Linked DNA regions of Mus musculus: all the other regions are linked to region 1. A link is a contact called in public Micro-C and promoter capture Hi-C data. All regions are on one chromosome and are shown on one strand. Each heading gives the region's core, a stretch centred on a gene start, on an enhancer-like site or on the middle of the called end of the contact. The rest is flanking DNA. Distances are from core to core; before and after follow the strand shown. Region 1 holds the start of Ndrg1 (N-myc downstream regulated gene 1). Region 2 has its middle 200 kb from the start of 1700012I11Rik. Region 3 has its middle 180 kb from the start of 1700012I11Rik.

What was found. Promoter capture Hi-C pulls out the DNA fragments that hold promoters and counts their contacts. Hi-C and Micro-C count contacts between places; a contact is called where the count stands out from the background.
Region 2: a promoter capture Hi-C map of liver shows a contact between it and region 1, with 3 times the contacts expected there. The contact joins the enhancer-like site here to the promoter of Ndrg1 in region 1. A contact is called at or near these places in 5 of 39 promoter capture datasets (the 3T3-L1 cell line, hematopoietic stem and progenitor cells, liver and 1 more), 1 of 15 datasets of contacts at CTCF or cohesin (large pre-B cells), 1 of 115 datasets of contacts at active chromatin or transcription factors (large pre-B cells) and 1 of 9 other capture datasets (adipose tissue).
Region 3: a Micro-C map of muscle stem cells shows a contact between it and region 1, with 2.8 times the contacts expected there. The contact joins the enhancer-like site here to the promoter of Ndrg1 in region 1. A contact is called at or near these places in 1 of 484 Hi-C or Micro-C datasets (muscle stem cells) and 1 of 9 other capture datasets (adipose tissue).

What each region holds. Positions count from the first base shown.
Region 1 is chr15:66,967,916-66,971,052 of GRCm38.p6, forward strand. It overlaps Ndrg1 (N-myc downstream regulated gene 1), which reads right to left and starts at 1,726. Exons shown (of 16, transcript NM_008681.2): 1 at 1,589-1,726. It overlaps Gm2895 (a long non-coding RNA gene), which reads left to right and starts at 1,733. Exons shown (of 3, transcript XR_875396.3): 1 at 1,733-3,137.
Region 2 is chr15:67,422,632-67,425,768 of GRCm38.p6, forward strand. No RefSeq gene overlaps it. Among named protein-coding and RNA genes, the nearest start is that of 1700012I11Rik, 200 kb to the left of the region's middle. Within about 2 kb of position 1,455, at least 14 of the 459 cell types and tissues checked have an H3K27ac peak or open chromatin away from gene starts, as enhancers often do. A contact at or near this core is called in liver, where this site is marked.
Region 3 is chr15:67,404,174-67,407,310 of GRCm38.p6, forward strand. No RefSeq gene overlaps it. Among named protein-coding and RNA genes, the nearest start is that of 1700012I11Rik, 180 kb to the left of the region's middle. Within about 2 kb of position 1,553, at least 34 of the 459 cell types and tissues checked have an H3K27ac peak or open chromatin away from gene starts, as enhancers often do. A contact at or near this core is called in muscle stem cells, where this site is marked.

The sequences.
Region 1 (3,137 bases), core at 476-2,975:
CCTCCCTCACACCTTTCAGCTCCGACTTGGTACCCTTCTGGCCTGGGGCTGGTTGCGCCACACCCATAAAACAGTGGCCCCTCCCTGCCACTGTCCAGAAGTTGGCAAGTCCCATGAAGATGGTTTTGGGGGGTTTTCCTCTGCACCTAGCTTTCTCTCATTCACTTCACACATGTGAAATAGACAAATTGCTAGGATCTCTAACAGTAAGAAGCAACCTGAAAGATTTGCCTTGAAATCCATAGCTAGCGCCTGTCCGTTCACTTTAGGTGGTGTAGGAGATCACTGAAGGGGGTAAGGGGGGGGGGAACATTGGCTGTCCTGAATTTCCCATCTTCTTCAGGAGTTTCAAGGACTCAAATAAGCTGACCTGCCCAGGAAGTCTGTGAGGGAGAGCTGAAGGCTGTTCTAGGACACGGACCACTGGACTTCCCTCCCCGACCTGTCCTCCCACATTAAAGCCCAAGGGACAGTGCATGGGGATCCGTGATGACTGCCAGCAAAGGCGACAGACAAGGGAAGACGGAAGGTGGCAGAGTAAGGAAGCCATCCACAAATCTTAGCTTCAGCTACTAATTTGACAGAGGCGGTGGTGACAGCATGTTTCCCCAGAGCCTGCAGCATTCCTCACGCCCCTCCCGAATCTACCCTACAGGCTGAATCAGAGACCGCGACCGGTCTCCCGGGAACGGACGAGCGGTTCCAGCTGCTCTCCGGGCTAAAACAGCAGGGAGGACCGCCTGGGAGAAAGAAAGGGAGGTGGGGCGGGGGGAGGCGGAGGCGAAAATGACGACACTCAGAGCTCCAGCCAACTCTGGGGCTGCCAGATGCCCGCGCGACCCTGGAGGCACAAACCACCACTCCCGCGCAGTTACAGAGCCAACCCGGTACTACCTAGAGGGCCGCACCCTTGCCTGGGCTCCTCTCGCCGCCGACACTCGCAGTGGCGCGTGCAGCACGCGCCGGGACACACCCCGGACTCTCCCCCAGCACACACACGTTCTCTCACACGCACAGCTTGGAGAGAGCACTGGGCTCTGGACTGGATGGGAACCTGGACTCAGATCACACTGGTTCGGGACCAGGCTCCAGAGTAGACACACCCTCGCCCCCTTCTCCACACTCCCCGCCAAGTCTGCTCACCCTTACTCATCCCCTGGATACACGCGCTACAGTCGCTCTTTTCCTAGTCACCCCATCACCCATCCACACCCCTTCACACGCGAGAGCACACACAAAGTGTCCCCTTGAGCCCAGTGGACAGAGAAGTCAGCTGTGGCTCAGGGTTGACGCCAGGAAGTGCGACCCAGGTATTCCCAGGCTCTCCGCCCCAACTTCGACCCCTTAATCCCACTTCCCCAATTAGAGAGAAAGCGAGACCCAACACGTCTTTTTGTGCCTTATAGTAATCGAAACCCGCTCCAGTGATGCCAGCTATCCCTCCGGCGCCGGTTCCACCGAAGACCACCAGTTGTGGTCTTCGCAAGGGCCACAAAAGACGGGCGGGGTGTCCAGTAGCACCCCGAAAGCAAGCTTTGCTGGGGGTCCTTGTCTTGCTCCGGAGGAAGAAGGCGTCCGGAGGGCTTACCTAATGAGCAAGCAAGCACGGAAAGGAGCCAACCACAAGGTTGGAGGTGCAGCGCCCCGCGGGAGGTGAAGAGGGAGACGAAGATGGGTGAGCAATCTGCCTGCAACGCGAGAGGGTAGCCTGGCAAGGTTTGTTTATGTCCGTGCGTGCGTAGGGCGATTTTATAGGCGCCGGGGCCCCGCCCCCAGGGCCTCGCCCCTCCCAGACCCTCTGCTCCCAGCGCAGCAGGAGACGGGGACACACCCCTTTCTCCGGCCCGCCTCGTGCTGCACCCTGCCTGGGCTGGGCGGGGCGGGCTGGAGCCGCCGCCTGTTGCGCAAGCCTTTGCAGGGGCGCGACTGGAGAGACTGCCCGGCCCTGCCTGCCGCTCCTCCCTGTGATCCGCTCTCGGGACCGCGGCGTGTGCAGCGAACGTGTGCCCACCGAGTGGTAGCGTGGTGTGCCCGTGCGCGCTCGTGCGCGTGTGCATAAGGACTCCCTTGTGTCTCTCTGCGCGACCGCTTGCCCCCCTATAGCCTTTGAGTTTCCTAAGCCTCTGCCCGCGCCACGCCCTTCTGGGCGGCACCCCCCACTTCCTCCGGGTCTCCACGCAGTCACTCCCGAGCCCCATTTACAGCCTAGACGGCAGACTTTATCTCCAGGCTCCTTTCACATTGCTTAGCTCCCTTTATTCTTGCTGATCTTGGCGCCCCACAACTCCCTTCCTACTCTGAGCTGCTGTTTCCCCGCTGCTCCAGCCCGCTGTGTCAGCTGTAAGCACTCTACGGACTGCAGTTTGTGGTCCCCAGAACGTGCATAGAATTTGCTTTCCAATCATGGATCTTCCTTCTGTCGTGATGTTCTAAAACCTTGGCCTGCTTGCCTGTTACCGGGTTCTCGCCCTGACCTACACCTGAGCCTCTCCAGGGAGCTTTTCTTAAGCAGGTGGATACCCTGGTTACACCCCAGAGCAGCTTAGTTAGAATCTGAGAGTGTGCCCCAACACTGGGGCTTTGAAAAAAAACTCCTCAAAGGGTGCAGCAAGATGGCACACCTGGTAAAGACATGTGGCCTGCAAAACCCTGGGGACCTAAATTCCATGCCCGGAAACCACAAAGTGGAAAGGAAGAACACAGTGCCATACATTTTCCTCAGACCCCTCGCTCCCCATCCCCACTAAATAAATAAACATTGCCCGGATTGGCTCAGATGTGAAACCACGTTGAGAATCTCAGCACCCAGCACCAAGAAAACATCATGTTATAGAGAGATTGAGTCACACCTAAGGCCCAGTCCAGTCATTGTTTCAACGCCACCTGCTCAACCCTTATGACTCAAGTGGCCTTCCCCTCCCCCCTCCTCTAGATAACCTGACCCTCATTCTCTTGGTCTATGGATATCTAGGGAGCCGCTTTAAGAGCCTGCTCTGTGCTAAGGAGCTGGAGAAGAAGGAAGTAAGAAGAAAAAAGGAAAGCTCTTTCTTTGGGGGACATAGCAAAATGGAGCCCCAAGATTTCTGTTTCCCAAGACATCCATACAAGATCGCTAAGCTGAGCTTACCAGATCTATA
Region 2 (3,137 bases), core at 205-2,704, 450 kb after region 1:
CCGACTATTTGTCTCCATTTCATCTCTCTGGAAGTGGCATGCCGTTTCTCTCTGACTAGGAGGCAGCAACTTAGCACGTCTAACATTTCTTCAGTCTTTGACAGCCACGCCTGAGACCTTGAGGCAAGAAAAACCAGGCTGAAATCGAGAAGAGCAATTGTTTTGTAATGGGGAGGATGAAGGACAAATGAATGCTCTACTTCTGCAATGTGTGTGCATGTGTATATATCAGCTGGGGCTGAATGAGTTCAATTTAATCCTTTTCAAACACACAGTGAGCATCTCCTGGGATAGGGGCATGCTTACTTTATAGCTTATAGACATGTATCATGTGCAGAAGAAGTCAAAGTTTGGTTGGTCAAGAAAAATATGAAATCAGTTTTATTTAACTTAAAAATGAAAGTGTGTGTACGTGCATGCACACACACATGTGTTGATGTACATTAACAGATGTTAGGTGGGATTTACTGAAAGGATACTAGAACAGTCTTAAAAAAATATTCAGGAATACCATAGACCCATAGACATAGGATGGGGCCTTTGGGATTTTATCAGTCAAATTATAGTAGGGTAAAACAATGTCATTTTAGACTTCCAAACATAACACATTGAATATAGAGAAGTTACTCTCTAACCTGGGAAATGATGAGAATTCAAACAGTGGTTACAAACATTCCAGGACAACAATAGCAAAAAGCTTACAATGGCCAAGGATGCATGGAAGATGTGATGAGTAATGCTCAAATTAAGAAGAGGGCTCAGTACTAAAAGCCAGAACTAGAATTAGGAACAATGAGGTGGGATGCTTATTTTTGAACTGAACTGAAGCTAGTGGCTGAGACCAAACAATTGCTGAAGATACCAGAGGAAAACGAAATGATGTGAAGGGGTCCCTGGATTTTTTCTCTTTTTTTGCCATTGTCTTCTATCCATGTTTTGCATTGGCTAGGACATGCCATTCCCTGTACAGCCAGTAGAGAAGAATGAAGGATTTTCGAGGAATCAGGCAGAGTTATGAGCCCTTGCCATCAAGATTCAAGAACATTATTCTAGTGCAACTCAGCCCAGTTATCTGTGGTCCCTGGCTTTTTCTCTTCCAAGTTCAAGTTAGGAATGTGATAGCCATGGCTTGATTTGGGTGATCTCTTTGGATGTCTGGCTATGAGCAAGCTCATAGTACATGATGATCAAGGCGTCACACTAGCTGCAGTCTGGGTTTAAATCATGGATGTGTCTCTCATTGGCTGAGTGATTTTGGAAAGAAAATTTGGCCACAGCATTGTTTTTCCAATGAAGGAGATAACCCTGTTCTTCTCACAGTTCTCTTAGACCTGTGGTAAGGCCACCCTCCTCCCACAAACTCCCCACATATATACCGACATCAACCTGGTCAGAATTGTTTACTTTAAGCAATCCTGTGGTGTCCTTGTGTATGCCATGACCTAGTTCCTGTCAGGTCAGTAGCATTTCCCCATCACATAAATAAGCCTGCTGTAATACAAAAGTGCAGTGACCAGCGTGACACAGAAAGTAGGATTAAAATTTAATCCATGAATCTCCACGTGGGGCTAGGGTGGTGATGCAATACTCATTCATGTGAAGGGAAAGTAAGTGTTCCCCTCCTTCTGAGCATGCAGCAGAGCCATCTAAACACTGTATCAGGAAATATGGTATATCTAGATATCACAGTTTGGGCAGGAGTAGTGGTTAGGAAAGGAACTGAAAGATCCTTAAGTAGCCCTAGAGAAATGACCACACTCCCTTTGGAAAGCTGGTACTGGTCTATAGGAAGTCCTTACATGTTAATGAGAAGAGATTGAAGGAGATCTGGGTGCTCTATAGACCCTGGTCTTAGGGGAGGGCTTTGTATGGGCTTTACTATTAGATGGAAAACACTTAGCCTTGTTTCTATTCTTCAACATATCCCACATGGTGAAGGTGTTTTCTCTTTCTGGGGTCTTCAACTTCTTTAATTAATTTTTCTTTGCCTCTGTTTATCATAATCACTTATCTACGTACTTGGCTTTGGATTGCTTTGGGTTGATGCTTTGATTCATTTCTTTTCGCTTTTCTTGCCTCTTTTGTCTTCTTGTCATCGTCTTTAAGCAATCTGGTACAACTATCCATCTACATTGCATTGTAATAGATGACGTTTGGAATCTAGCAATGATTAAAGTGTACAGAAGGCTATCTGTTGGTTATATGCAAACTTCACACAGTTATGTAAAAAGAGCTTGAATACCTAGAGACTTTGCTCTTCATGGGAGTTTTCTAGAATCAGTTCTTCTTGAACACTGAAAAATCCTAGTATATGCATATGTCTTCACAAGGCTGTCCTTCAAGTATGCCTGTCTCATCCAATGGAATTATCTTTTTTTACATATCTTTGTTCAAATTTCCATCATTTGCTAAAAACAATGCCAAAAGTCACTCTCTTAAGACTCATGTGGAACCCATGATAATCAAATCCTAATGATTACACTTTCTAAGCCACTATTTTCAAATACATCTTATTCACAGATATGTGTAAATATGACTTGTTAGCTGACACAGTTCAACCCACAGGACCTACTATTATGCACTCAGCATTGCTAACCTGTTACTGGTGTTACCTCTATGAACTCCTTTCTTCAAGGCACCCTCAAACCATGGGGACCAGCAAAGAAAGTCTTTCTTTATACCTGGCCTTCAGACTTATAGCCTTTGTCTCCCTCTTCCCTGTAGAGTTAAACATTTCTCATTTTTTAAAAAATATTATTTTAATCAGTACAACATGTATATGTCTAATCTCCAGGGAATAGAAATTTAGCTCCGTGGCATATCTATGCAAACGTCTGCCAGAACGAGGCTGATCTGCTAGCTCAGGATTTAATAATAATAAATGGGGAAGAGAATTAAATTAGAGAGAACAAGAATAATCACCCGTCTCAGGTTCTCTTGGAAAAAAAAATTCAATCGCTTTCTGGGGAATCCTTACTCTTCACGGTTCCAGCACTCAACTCAATTTTCTCTCTGAAAACTAGTAGATTCAAGCGCCTTCCTGGAAAAAAAAACTGAATTAAAGCTATGCTGGAAAACTTTCAAGGACCCAAGAGAGCACAATCCAGCCTTGCTGGCTACCAGGTCTCTGTCCCAAG
Region 3 (3,137 bases), core at 303-2,802, 440 kb after region 1:
GAGGAGACATGTGGGTCCATTGTTTGAAGCCCACTTGAGATTTTGTTTTACAGTACGTAGAGACAAGGGAGGGAGATAGAGAACAAGAGATGGGGGGGGGGTGAGAACAGGATCATGAGTGTTCTCACCCTTGAGAGTTTGATAGCATGGCTGTGGGTTTGAACCCAAATTCCCACCCTCACCCTTGCAATATGCTGGACGCTTCCAGGGAGCAGCTGTCCCTCTCTTATCTTGTCTCTCCATGACTTGTATCAGCACTGGTAGTGTCCAGCTCAGAGTTGTGAGGAGAAATAAATGAGTTTTTTCCATCTAGAAAAAATGAAACATTAAATGATTAAAGTAAAAGTAAAATAAGAAAAAAAAAGTAAAATAAGATGCTAGTGTGTTACTCACTACCTGAGCACCAGATACTAAGGGCTTGTGAATGTCCAGTTTCATTTCTATGGCTTGCTACCATTATAATGGAGCCTATTGCCTATTGTCAAGGCTTTGGACCCTCTCCTTCAATGCTTTACTGAGTTGGAAGATACACGTGAGTTATTTTGTCTCTTTCACTGTATATATAAAATCATGCTCCAAGGCTCAAACTATATTAGATATACAATTACATATACGCTTAAATATACATATATGTATATACATATGTTTTATGTATATATATAAAACACATTAGTGCACACATATATTATCTGTTATCTATATGATAATATGTGCACATATATAAAATATTTGTGTATATACATATGCACATCTATGTCTACATTATATATATATATATATACATACATACATATATATACATATATATATATATATATATGATCTATGTGTAGTTTGGAATCCTAGGTGACCCCACAGCTTTCAGTTCTTAGTTTGGCTTTTTAGACCTTTCACTCTGTTCTTGTTTATGACCCAAGGACCTTACAAGGCTAAAGTGCTAATGTCCATCAGTCCTGGCTTCATGCCTCTCCCTAGCTCCTTGACACTCACTTCTTTGCCAACTGCTGCTGCTGCCCTGAGATCACAGTGTTGGAGGTAGAAATTCCTCCCAGTGCTGCCTGTGGTGACACCACATTGTGTGTCACTAGGCAGCTGAGTGATCTACTGGCTGAAATTCCATCTTTTTCCAGGATGAAGTTAATCCACGTTCATCCATGTGCTTCCTGGTGCTAAAGCCCTAGTAAGATCTTCTCGAGCCCCTGCCTCAGAGGATTCTGACTCACTTGGCATCTGGCCTCACGTCTCCTAGACACCCTCTAAGCCATGGGCCCCTACACAGGTTATTGGTGCTTTAAGTCTTATTCTACATCTGGTATAACTTTTATAATGCAACTTTTATTGTGAACTAGTAGTCAGGCCAGTCATGCTACCCCAATCTTACAGTTGAGGAACCAGCAGGCATCTCTGCTCTATATTATCATACAGCTAATCCTTGGGTCCTGGAAGTGCTGCCTGTCATCTGACTCAGAAGTCTTGTTCTATGTTCTGTCTCTTGATGTAGTGAGAGAGCTGAAGACACGTGGCACTTTTGGCTACAAGCCCAATGACTTTTAGTGTTGTGCCAGGCCCTGCTCTGAGCTGAAACCAGAAGTCACAAGCTCAAAGCCTGCATGTCGTAGGAAGCTGCCAGGGGCATTGATGTTGGGGGCCAGAGATAACTGTGTCAGTGAACTAGCTTTGAAATCTGCCAAGGGAGAGGATGGAGCCTAACCCTTTACAGGACATGTGTTTTACCTTAGAAGGACCTGTGGGAGGCTAAGGTTCAGTATTGCCAAATAGATTGAAAATGCCATGCACTGGGGACTTTAGGGAAAATTACTACTTGAGAGTACTAATACTCTGTGTGTGTGTGTGTGTGTGTGTGTGTGTGTGTGTGTGTGTGTGTGTGCATGTTAGCTATAAAAACACATATGTCAGGAAAATTATTCAGACAAGCTACCACTTCTGTACTTCTGCTGTAGACTATTTTATATCTTGATAAACTATTTTGTTAAAGTGATTGATAAACATAATTAGTCTATGTTTGTTTGGTGGGTATATTTTACAAAGCTACCTTAGCTACCCAGGTACATAATGGCCATCCAACCAGGGACACAATGACGAAGACAGCTTGACTTATGGTGGATAGGGGAAAGTAAATCAGGTGGGGGATGTTGGTTTAATAGTAGCACTGGTTTGGAAGGCCCTATGGTTGAAATACCTGAGAGTAAGCCTCGTGGCTGAGCAAGAGAAAGGCTCTGCTCTTCCAATCATTCCCAAGGTGGTATGAAGCACACACTTCAAAGGGACAACCTCAGGTATGAGTCTGCAAAATTCCCAGGGTAGGACATGGGACCAAAGTGACCCCATAAATGCTAGTCATGGGGCCAGCTCTATCTGTGAATCCCAAAGAAAGATAAAAACATGTGGACTTGTCTGTCCAAAAATTATCAATAGTTTTTACTTATTTATTAATTATGTGATATAAAATTATATATTTACATAATATGTATAACATATTATATCTGAAATAAATATTAATATTAATAATAATAATAATAAACACAGAGAAAGAAGAAGATACACTTAATGGAGAGCCCATCAGAACATCATGCTGAGTGAAGTGACTGTTCAGCCTAAACATCCTTGAAGTCTGATCTGGGAAGATATCATTAGCTAGTGGAGTCAGTAATTTCTGAGCAGTTACTATGTGTTTGACATGACCTAAAGTCATGCCTATTTTTTTCCTATTTATTTATTTATAAATTTCCCTGTTGTCTTCTCTATAGCCTCATGGAGCAGATATGTGTATGATTCCATTCAACAGGAAAGAAAAATGAGGCACTGAGATATCAGGTCACTTGTTCAAGAGGTTGCTGGAGAATGGCAGGCTCCCACTTAACCCAGGCAGTCTGACTCTGAAACCCACAGTCGGAGCTGTCTGATCATTTCTTTCTACCACATTATTTTAGATTGCATTAGTCTCCACTTGATCTGAAATTCTTCCTCCATCTGGCCTACATGGAGCACCCAGAACTCCCCAGAGCCAGGCACAGGGACCACACCTTAGCCATCACACTCCCAAAGCTAAGGAGGCTGAGGTTCCCACATCAAGACAGGTGGCCTGCCTGTGTTGAGAGGTCTGTGAAGGGAGTTCA